Regions from separate parts of the Sus scrofa genome. Here regions 2 and 3 are each linked to region 1. Evidence: chromatin contacts called from public HiChIP or PLAC-seq data. All regions are on one chromosome and are shown on one strand. The core of a region is the stretch at or near the end of the contact, and the rest is flanking DNA. Distances in the headings are between cores, read along the strand shown.

Region 1 (3,267 bases), core at 536-3,035:
CTGCAACCTACACCACAGCTCACGGCAACGCTGGATCCTTAACCCACTGAGCAAGGCCAGGGATCGAACCCTCACTCATGGTTCCTAGTCAGATTCGTTAACCTCTGTGCCATGACAGGAACTCCTTCCTCTCTCTCTTTTTCAAACCCACTGCCTCTCTCCATCATTCTTATAAACAATCTAAAAATAACCAAAACATTCCACATTCTGTGTTCATTCTTTCCCTTCTAATTCTATGTTCCAGGTTGAGTAAAGACAAAAAATGATTCACATAGGTCCAACCAAAAAAGGGGGGAGTTCTCTGGTGGCCTAGGGGTTAAGGATCTGGCATGGGCACTGCTGGGGCACAGGTTCGATCCCTAGCCTGGGAGTTTCTGCATGCTGAGGAACCCCCTATCCCCCAAAATAAATATATAGGTCCAACACATCTTGCCTAAAATGAAAAAAAAGGTACATATTTTTAAATTTATCAAGCAGTTAGTTGAGGTTCAGGTGCTAATCATTCCAAAGCTATCAACAGTGGGGGAAAAGAAGAAAGGAAAAACATCCTGTATGATGAAAGAGCCTTCTCTGCAATGTGCATGTAACCTCTGAAATATGCCAAGAACTTCATAACCCCCTTATTTTCCTCTATTTCCTGTAAAGCATCAGGAAAAATTAAAGAGCAGATTAAGTGAGGGCACCTTGCCCAAAATAAGATTAACAAAGTAAGAAAAACAGAAAAAGCCAAGTGGTTGTTTATTCAGGACCGAAAAAAGTCTAGTTGGTTTGGTGGTTTAGGGCTCTAACAAGTGTTCTACTGCTGTTGATGTGTGACAATTCATGTCTGAACAATTTTCTTTCATGTTTAATATAATATCTATTGATGCCTTGCCACTGATCCGCATCACTAATGCAACTGGAAGGTCAGCCAACTTGAATTGTTTTCAAATCTCAGTTTGAATCTCTAACAATGAAAACCTTAAAATACTTGTCTGTGACCTATTTTACTGTTTGTATTTCTTCCGCTGTAAATTGGAGTATCTGCAGTGACAAAGAAAAGGAAGCCAGAAGCAATTTACGTCAGTTCAGTACCAAAACATTCCCAGTGACGTTGCCTTTTTCACAGTGGCCCTACAAGAAGCAATTCTTCCTAAGGGAATTTTCTTCTCTATTTCGTGGAAAGGGAGAACTTTTTCCGAGTCTTGCGATATGGCTTTCACGGTAAACTTAAGTTCAATGATTATGAATTGGTTGACAAGCCGGGTCCAAAGACACGGTCAACTTTGGAGGCTACAGAGCCTAGCATTCCGAGGTCCCAAAAAGCAACACAGCCTTAGCTGGGAGTGGCAGGGTTTCGGAGGGTGGGGGGGTGGCAGCTGTTTCCCTAGGGGAATGGGAAGCTTGCCCTACTGACTAGCCCGCAAACACCGAGTCTGACTCGGCCCAGGGAGGTACTTTTACCCCGCTTACCTCCCGTTTCCTCTCACAGAGGACCCGGAGACCGTCACAACAGCGCTATCCTACCATCGCCGCCGCTTCCCGGTTTCCTGAAAACCCTAAAGAGGGCCAGCCCGGAAACCCACGCACTTCCGGTCCCGGACCAGCCCCAAACACCCAAGTGCCTTAGCGCCTCATCCTTAGGTCCGGAGATAGCCGAATAACTCCGATTATGGGTATGCCAGAGTCGAGAGCTTCCGAACAGATTCGATTCAAAGCCTCGGTAAGACGAAGCGAACCGAGCTCTGAAAGCAGCACGAGGGAGGGAGGAGCGGCCGGTAGGATGGAGAAAACCGATTGGTGCCGATGTGAAGACGGAAACACCCGAGCAGTTCCGAAGGAATTCGGGGAATTCTAAGTGGTAATCGAGGGGTTGACTCTAGCAGTGGGCGGGGTCAGCTCGGAACGTTCGAAGGGCGTTGGCGGAAATTACCGAAGATGCCCGAAGCCGTCGGGACGGACCCGAGTACCTCACGCAAGATGGCGGAGCTGGAGGAGGTGACTCTGGACGGGAAGCCTCTTCAGGCGCTGCGGGTGACCGACCTGAAGGCCGCACTGGAACAGCGAGGCCTAGCCAAGAGCGGGCAGAAGAGTGCCCTGGTCAAGCGGCTCAAAGGGGTGAGGAGACTGCGTTGCCGGCGTGTCGGAGGGGAGCAGACCCGGTAGAGCCGAGTCTCTGTCGCGGCGCAGGCGCAGTGTCCGGGCTCGGCGCGAGCGAGCTCAGGCCGCCAGCGCGAGCCTCCGGATCCGCGCGCACGGTGGTTGGCGAGGCTCGCTCTGGAGTGGAGATAGCGCCGGTTCCCGCCTTAACGGTAGCGGCGCGAGCCCAAAATGGGAGGGTGTGCGCTACTCTCCTAGAGTGTCTTAAGCTCCTTCCTCCTTCCCCCACCCCCTCCTTGTTTGTGTCTATGGTCTCGGCGCATGCGCTGCGGAAGGAGTTAAATCCCACTACAACCATCGGCGTTGCTGGCCTGAGGGGGGCGAGTTGGGCTGGGTCGGAGTTAGGGGTATAGTTGGGTGGAGGGGTTGATGGGGTTGGTATCCTTACCCGAAAGAATAGAATTGGAGCGGTGGAGGGGGAGGGGGGAGTCTAGTTGATTAGATTAGGTGAAATGAAGAGAAACCTTGATTTGAAGGGACTTGCTTAGGGAGGAGTGTATACTTTATAGGGCTTCCAGAAGCAATTTGAGTGGATAAGAGTTTGGTGAATATTGATGAGAGAGGTGAGACAGGCTGGTTTTGTGCATTAAGGTGGGATTGTCAAGAGGTAGGTGAATGGATTGATGTGTAGAGGTTTGTAGACGCAGGGGAGGTGAGGATCTCGGTTTTAATTAGTGCTGGTTAGGGTACGTGGCCGAATAGTACAAATTCGGGCTGGGTTGGCTCAGGGTTACGTTGGCAAACCGTTGCTTATACTGAAGCTGACAGTTTCGTATGTGTATTGGATCAGACCACAGTTTATAGAATCTTTGGTCATTTTGTTCGGTAGCCTCCTCTTTGAAATTCTTATAAATATGACAAATCTAGGAGCCACTCTCTTGGAAACAATACAAGTTCACTCAAGTAGACCTGTTCCTGGGTAACTGACCAAGTAATTCATTCAGGCCAAAACCTTTTTGGTTTCATGTATTTTTGAATCTAATTTAATTATTTGAAGTGAAGGGCCAAATTTAGAAGGGACATTAGTCAGAAGTGCAGAAGATAATAGGGATTGTAGCACTGGTTCTGTCACTGATTTTATTGCCTAGCCAGGTCACTGATTTTCCCTATGTGCCTGCATTTCACACC
Region 2 (3,267 bases), core at 552-3,051, 210 kb after region 1:
CCCCTCCCTTCACCGACCTCTTTCTGGGTGAATTCATGGGAAGTGAACTGTGTGAAGCCAAGAGCCAGGTACTTAACATGGGCCCTACCTCACGGCCCAAGGTCGGAGAAGCCCGGGGAGACCTGGACTGTTTAAAAAATCTGGGGAGGCTGAGGAAGGTTCTAAGCTGGTGAAGGAATAGCTTTGAATCCCAGGCAAGGATGTGCAGTGGGTTGAAGGACTCCTCAAAGCAGCTGTATTGGAGCCCAAGGACTGTTTATAGAGTGACTGTTGTCCTTCAGAGACAGCAGGACCCAAGCTAGGTGTCCAGTCCAACCCAGGTCCAATTCACTGTGTCCAGCCCAGAACATGCCAGGCTTTTAGGGCAGATTAGTCCAAATTTAATTTCATTCTTCTCCCAGTTGACAGGGATGGAAATACCATGGAGAAGTGACCCCTGAAGGGTTTTCCACGGTAGAGCAAGAAGGGTGAGGAAAGGAATAGGGTCTTGCCCCGCTTCTCACCTGATGGTTACAGTCTGCTCCTTGCTGCCCAGGATGAGCCAGGTGCAGTTGGCAGGGGAGATGCGGCTGTCCCGGCCCAGGGGCCTCTGTATGGTGCCCTGCACTTCCAAAAGCACTGCTGGGGGGTCCTCACAGGCTGGAGAGAGGAAGGTAAGGACATCAGTTGCGAGCCTCTTACCATGCCACTCCTCCCCAGGCTTCATGCTTCCAAGGGCCTGGGCTCTTCAAGAAGGAGCACAGAAACTCCCCCTTCCCAGCCACACACACTCTGGAGGCAGAGTCGTCAGTGGGCTCCCCTTCTCACCACACTCATCGTTGTTCCACCTTAGGTATCAACACCACAAACAAAATGAGGTCTGCTTTGTGCCAACCACTGGGCCAGGAGGAACGGGAAATACGATCTCTATCCTCAAGGAGATTACATTTGGGCGAGGCGAATCAAGGATGGATATTGGGGGGGCAAATAGTACATAACTACCAAGTGAGGGCCCACGCTGGGTTTCAGTTTCTGTCTGTAAAACAGAGGATGGCTGATCTCCACTCGAAAACTATGGAAGGTACCAGAGGAAGTCAAGGAAGAGAGTCTTTCTCTAGGGTGCTCTCTCATTACCAAGCCCATGGGACCCCAGAGGCATCCTCTACTCACCATGATTTGGGAAAAGGATCCGGTCTTGGTGGGCCAGAGCGCCTCCTAGAGGAAGAGCGAGAAAGGGCAAGAGTCACACTTCGGAGTTTTCTCCACCTGAGCTTCTCAAGGAGGAAAGGGAACCATCGGCGGCTTCCGGGTAGTTTACGAGAAGGGTGGTGGAACAGGGGGAGGCAGCGGTGTGTGACCTCAAAGGAAGGTCCTCCAGTGCGGCTTGTAGGATGGGTACGGTGATCTAAGGAAGCCAGAGCGAGTATGAGGGCCGAGGGGAGCGGCTGTAGATTTCCCGAGGGTTGGGGCAGGCAGCGACCAAGGCGACGGCAGGGGCCGCGGGGCAGGGGAGGACAGGGTAGGGGTGAGAGGCCCCATAGGGGGAAGGGAGCTAGAGGACCTGGGCGCGGTGACAGCCCTGGGAGCGGGGTCCCGGGCGAGTAGCCTCGTTTCGATTTCTTACCCAGGAGGAGAAGGATGGCCGGCAGCATCGTGAGCCGTCCCGAGGCGCAGGAAGAGTCCCGGAGCTTCGATCGTCTACCCAGTGGGGAGGCGGCGCCACTCCGGGTATCCTGGCTCCTCAGTGCCGCCTCCCCGAGGGGGCTCCATGGCCCAGACTCCTCGACCGAGGCTCCGGATGCCAGGGCTGGGGGCTGGTGGGGGGCGGCGGCGGCCCGGGAACCGGGGCGGTGCCTCTCGCCAACTTTGGAGTTGTTCTCCCCGGCCGCCGCAGCGCTCTCTCCAGAGGCTGACCCCCGAAGCCCAGGGAGTTGGCTCGAAGTCCAGCGCTGGGGCGCGCCCTCGCCTAGAGCCCGCCCGCAGGCCGCGAACGTCCGGGTCCAGGCCTGGCCGCCACCTGCCGAGGCTTGAGGCCACTTCCTCTTCGGGCCAAACTTTGCCGACTGTCAGCGCCCAGAGCCGGCCCGGGCGCTGCCCAACTTCTCCAGCGCCTCCAGCCCCGGAACGCGGGTAGAGGAGCTGGGGAGGAGGGGACTGGCGACTCGGCCCAGCGCTCGAGCCCTCGCCCTGGCTGTACCCCAGCCAGCCCAGGGGTTGGAGGAACCCGGGTGGAGGAGGGGGAGGGTGACGAGCCTGGCCCCACCCCTGCCAATCAACGCTTACCACGCCCACCTTCCCATCTTAACCCCTTTCAGGTCCTACCGCGCCTTGTCCCTCGGGCTCTCAGGGCGCTCAGCCTCCACTTGTAACTCTGCTTTGTTTAGTACTTCCCGTGTAACACATGGGTTACAGGACACATTTGTCAGAAGACAATTGCATATTCCATAATTGTTATGTCTTTCCTTTGGCTCCTTAAGCTCTCAGTACTTTTCTTGTCCCGGTGTCTGACATCCGGTAACACTTTTTGTCGTGAGCCTCTATTACAGCAATTACTACCCGGTGTTATAAATATTTGTTTACTCGTCTTTCCCGCCCCCGCCCCGCCCCTTCTGTGGAAACTGAAACTTCCTGTAGGTTGAGGCCTAGACTGTTTACCTTTGCACCCACAAGGCTTCTCTCCTGCTGAGACACAGTAACTCAATAAACGAATAATTGTACCTTGGCTATTTGCAGGCTATGTGACCTTGAGAAAATCATTTCACCTCTCTGTGCATTAACTCTGTTAAATGGAGTTAATAATGGCACAATACTTCTTAAGGTTGTTGTCATCATTTAGGGAGATGATGTAAGTTGAGCATCTAGGAAGTGCTTCATACCTGCTTACAATGATTATTATTAGTTACAGGAGTTATTTCTGATTTAGGTGGGCTTGGGGTTACCGATTCCCTGTGGCACTTATAGGTAATAATAGTAAACAACAATAATAGCAAATACTTTTTGAGCTTTTTTTCACATTTCAGGCATAAATCTAAGCACTTTTCAAATATTTGCTCTTTTACTTCTCTCCACCATCTTGTGAGGTAGTTATTATTGTTACTCACATGTTACAGATAGGGAAACTTAGGCACAGAGAAGTTTAGTATTGCCCAAGATCATGGATCTAGTAAATGTTGAAACAGAGAGAGCTAGAGAACCTGGGTGATCTGACTCTGGACAGAGTTCATTCAGAGCCTTACCACTCTCTCCTCTCTACAAACAGTTTTCTGTTCATGACATTTGTTGTTGCCA
Region 3 (3,267 bases), core at 268-2,767, 130 kb after region 1:
CCAGGGAACTTCATATGCTGCACCCATGGCACTAAAAAATAATAACAATAATACTGATAATTCATCTAATGACTGGATTCCGGTTGACTTTGCAAAAAGGATGGGGTGAAGTTAACCCAGAGAGAGGTAGGGGGACCCCCTTGAGAGGTGTGATGACATTTGGTCAAAGTCCATAGTCAGCCTGAGGTCAAGCCCAGAGAGGAAGTCAGGGACAAGGAAACTGTCTTCCTCCCATCACTGTTTTCTCTCCTTCCCACCTCCTGCTGAGATTCCCCCATTGGCTGAACCCAGTCAGGGAACATGAGAACTCTAAACTTCCTAGGTAGTCCTTCCTTTCCACATAGGGTGTTGAAGAGCAGATGTGGATCTGGGGGGCCAAATGGAAGACATCCTGCTCATTGGTCTAGAGGTGGGCAGGTGACCCAGTCAGGCCAATGAGAGGTATGGGCAAGCCTGCTGGGTGCTTCCAGGAAAGACTTTCTTCCCTGTCATAGAAGAAGGCTCTTCTTCTTACTGCCTGTTTGGGATGCTGTTGAGATCATGTACTTCTGGGACTTCTGAAGCCACTTTGTGACCACGAGGGGATTGCAAAGAGACCTGCAAACAACTTTGATACCAGGTTGCTACTAAAAAGGCTTAGGACCCCCACTTCTGCACTTCTTGTTAAGCAAACAATAAACGTCTATACTGACTTTTTTTTTTTTCTTGCCATTTCTTGGGTGGCTCCCGCAGCATATGGAGGTTCCCAGGCTAGGGGTCTAATTGGAGCTGTAGCTGCCCGCCTACGCCAGAGCCACAGCAACGCGGGATCCGAGCCGCGTCTACAACCTACACCACAGCTCACGGCAATGCTGGATCCTTAACCCGCTGAGCAAGGCCAGGGATTGAACCGGCAACCTCGTGGTTCCTAGTTGGATTCGTTAACCACTGAGCCGCGACGGGAACTCCATATATTTTTTAAAAAGACATTTTTAATGAAAGAGACGTAAAGGAGAGGGCAGAGGAGAAGCATGAGGGAAGAAATTGGAGAGGAAGCCCGCCCAAGTAGAAGGGCTGGCAGCACTTGAGCAAGAGACCTGCAGGCAGGCTTGGAATGGGCGGCCGGTCTGGGAAAATTCAGAGGGCCCTTGGGTCAGGTTTACATTCTGCCAGCTGCGACCTTGAACATGCCTCCTAACCTCTTTGCGCCTTAGTTTTCCCCTCTGTAAAATGGGTATGATAGTGACTTTCTCATAGACGCTGTTAAGAACTAAACGGGGGCGGGGCGAGGCGAGGCAAGTCAAAGGCTTGACATAGTGTCTGACTCATCGTGGGCCCTCAATAAGAGCTAGCAATTATTACCAGCTTCTCAGCGTTTGCCCTCGACATGGGGACGGTACCCGGAGAAGAAGCAAAGACGTCTTGCTTCAAAACTGGTCACAGGCTGTTGGGGTCTAAGGGGTTGCACGCCCGGCGAGGGGCGGAGCCTGCCGTTCCCGCCTAGAGCGTGGCCCCGCCCCTCCGACGCGCTTTCGGCATTATCCCCGCCCCCGACGGTCCCGCGAGGTTCTCCGGTGCCTAGCTCCTAGCCTCTGCGCTGGGCCGCAGGGAGAGGTTCCGGACCCCGGGCGTGGGCGGGGGGCTGGTGTTGCCACCACTGGCCTGCCCACTCCAGCCCCCTCGGCATCGCCTCTGGAGCTTCAGCTGCCGCATGCTGTGCAGGTTTGCCTCGGAGGGTCAGCGGGCGGCGCTGCGGGGAGGAGGAACGCTAGGAGGGTCAATCCAGCCAGTCCGCAGTCTCCCGCCACCGAGACCGCGCTCGCCCTTGGGAATCCTTGGCCGCCCAGACGGAAGAAAAGTAGGCGCCAGAGAGCCCGCTCCGCATTTTGATTCATCTCGGGCCCTTTAAGGGTCACATCTTGTGAAAATACCTGTAAAATCAATTTAACGTTCAGTGCAGCGTGTAAAGACAGCTCTAAGAATTTAAAAGACGCCTGAGTCAGAACATTTAAATGCTTAGGTCCTTGCAGCAGCGTTTTCACACGTCTGAGTGCAAAGGGTGGAGAATGGAGCCTGATTGCCGCCACCGTTCCCGCCCTGTAACACTTTAAAAGGGTAAAGAAAAGTACCCTAAAAAACCCCAAGTGGGCAGTTCCCCTAGGGAGGGAAGAACAGCTAGCGTTTTTGAAATTTGAGTTGGTCCTCATTTCCGTGGATGAAGTTTGCCTGCAAAATTTACTTGCAGGCTTAGATCCGTGATAAACAGAATTGCTAAAACACTGAGCTTAACTAAGTAGTGGCTTTTGTTGACAAGTCGATTGTTATTAATTCTTAATGTCTCATCCAAGGCAGGAATCGTTATCTCAGTTTTGCAGGTGGGGAAAATTTGGCACAAAAAAAGCATTTCCCTTAAATTCACACAGAAGCAACAGCTGAGCTGCAAATTAAGTCCTAGAGTTCTGCCTCCTCAACTGCGTCCCCCTCTGGACCATGTTACAAAACAAATGAGTCCTTACTTTGATGTTACTCATAAAACGAGGGAGTAAACCAAATGTTCTGTGAACATGAAGTGTTAAATCATAATAACCTGTGTCTGTTCTGCTTTGGGAGGCTCAGCTGCCCTTTGGGATTTGATACTTTACAGAGAGGCGGGGTGGAGCCAAAAAAAGGTGGGGGGAGTCATGTCAAGGGAAGAATTTTGCCTCAGGGGTCCACCCTCTGACCATCTTTACTGCCCCTTTGTGTTGATGTCACTCTTTTCAGTGTTCTCCGTGTTCTGGCAAAACGCCAACAGCGCATGTCCACCTGGCCAGGCTCAGCCGCATTATTATTATTATTTTTTTGTCTTTTTGCTATTTCTTTGGGCTGCTCCCGCGGCATATGGAGGTTCCCGGGCTAGGGGTCGAATCGGAGCTGTGGCCACCGGCCTACGCCAGAGCCACAGCAACGCGGCATCCGAGCCGCGTCTGCAACCTACACCACAGCTCACGGCAATGCCGGATCGTTAACCCACTGAATAAGGACAGGGAGGGAACCCGCAACCTCAGGGTTCCTAGTCGGATTCGTTAACCACTGCGCCACGACGGGAACTCCTCAGCCGCATTATTAATTCATCTGTGCCTTACTCCTTTTGGCACTGACCTCCCTGTCAGTCTTCCTGTCCTGTATTTTCCTCCAGGTGCTCTTTACCAACGCTGTTATGTGAAAACCAGTTGTTTTTGTTCAGGTGTGGAATGATTTGTCACTGCTGAAGGATGTTTCTAGAGTTAATGATCAAAAACTACTGAC

What was found. HiChIP or PLAC-seq counts read pairs in DNA pulled down with a chosen protein or histone mark.
Region 2: a contact with region 1 is called in an H3K27ac HiChIP or PLAC-seq map of alveolar macrophages. The contact joins the promoter of LRP10 here to the promoter of ACIN1 in region 1. A contact is called at or near these places in 1 of 47 Hi-C or Micro-C datasets (heart right ventricle) and 1 of 2 datasets of contacts at active chromatin or transcription factors (alveolar macrophages).
Region 3: an H3K27ac HiChIP or PLAC-seq map of alveolar macrophages shows a contact between it and region 1. The contact joins the promoter of HAUS4 here to the promoter of ACIN1 in region 1. A contact is called at or near these places in 1 of 5 promoter capture datasets (liver), 3 of 47 Hi-C or Micro-C datasets (adipose tissue, blood and omental adipose tissue) and 2 of 2 datasets of contacts at active chromatin or transcription factors (alveolar macrophages and skeletal muscle).

What each region holds. Positions count from the first base shown.
Region 1 is chr7:75,949,418-75,952,684 of Sscrofa11.1, forward strand. It overlaps ACIN1 (apoptotic chromatin condensation inducer in the nucleus), which reads left to right and starts at 1,786. Exons shown (of 19, transcript XM_021099243.1): 1 at 1,786-2,097. The coding sequence starts at 1,918. It overlaps C7H14orf119, which reads right to left and starts at 1,630. Exons shown (of 2, transcript XM_003128551.4): 1 at 1,453-1,630.
Region 2 is chr7:76,156,704-76,159,970 of Sscrofa11.1, forward strand. LRP10 (LDL receptor related protein 10) reads right to left here and starts at 1,802. Exons shown (of 7, transcript NM_001143715.1): 1 at 1,604-1,802; 2 at 1,150-1,194; 3 at 504-639. The coding sequence starts at 1,631.
Region 3 is chr7:76,084,263-76,087,529 of Sscrofa11.1, forward strand. HAUS4 (HAUS augmin like complex subunit 4) reads left to right here and starts at 1,518. Exons shown (of 9, transcript NM_001244156.1): 1 at 1,518-1,701.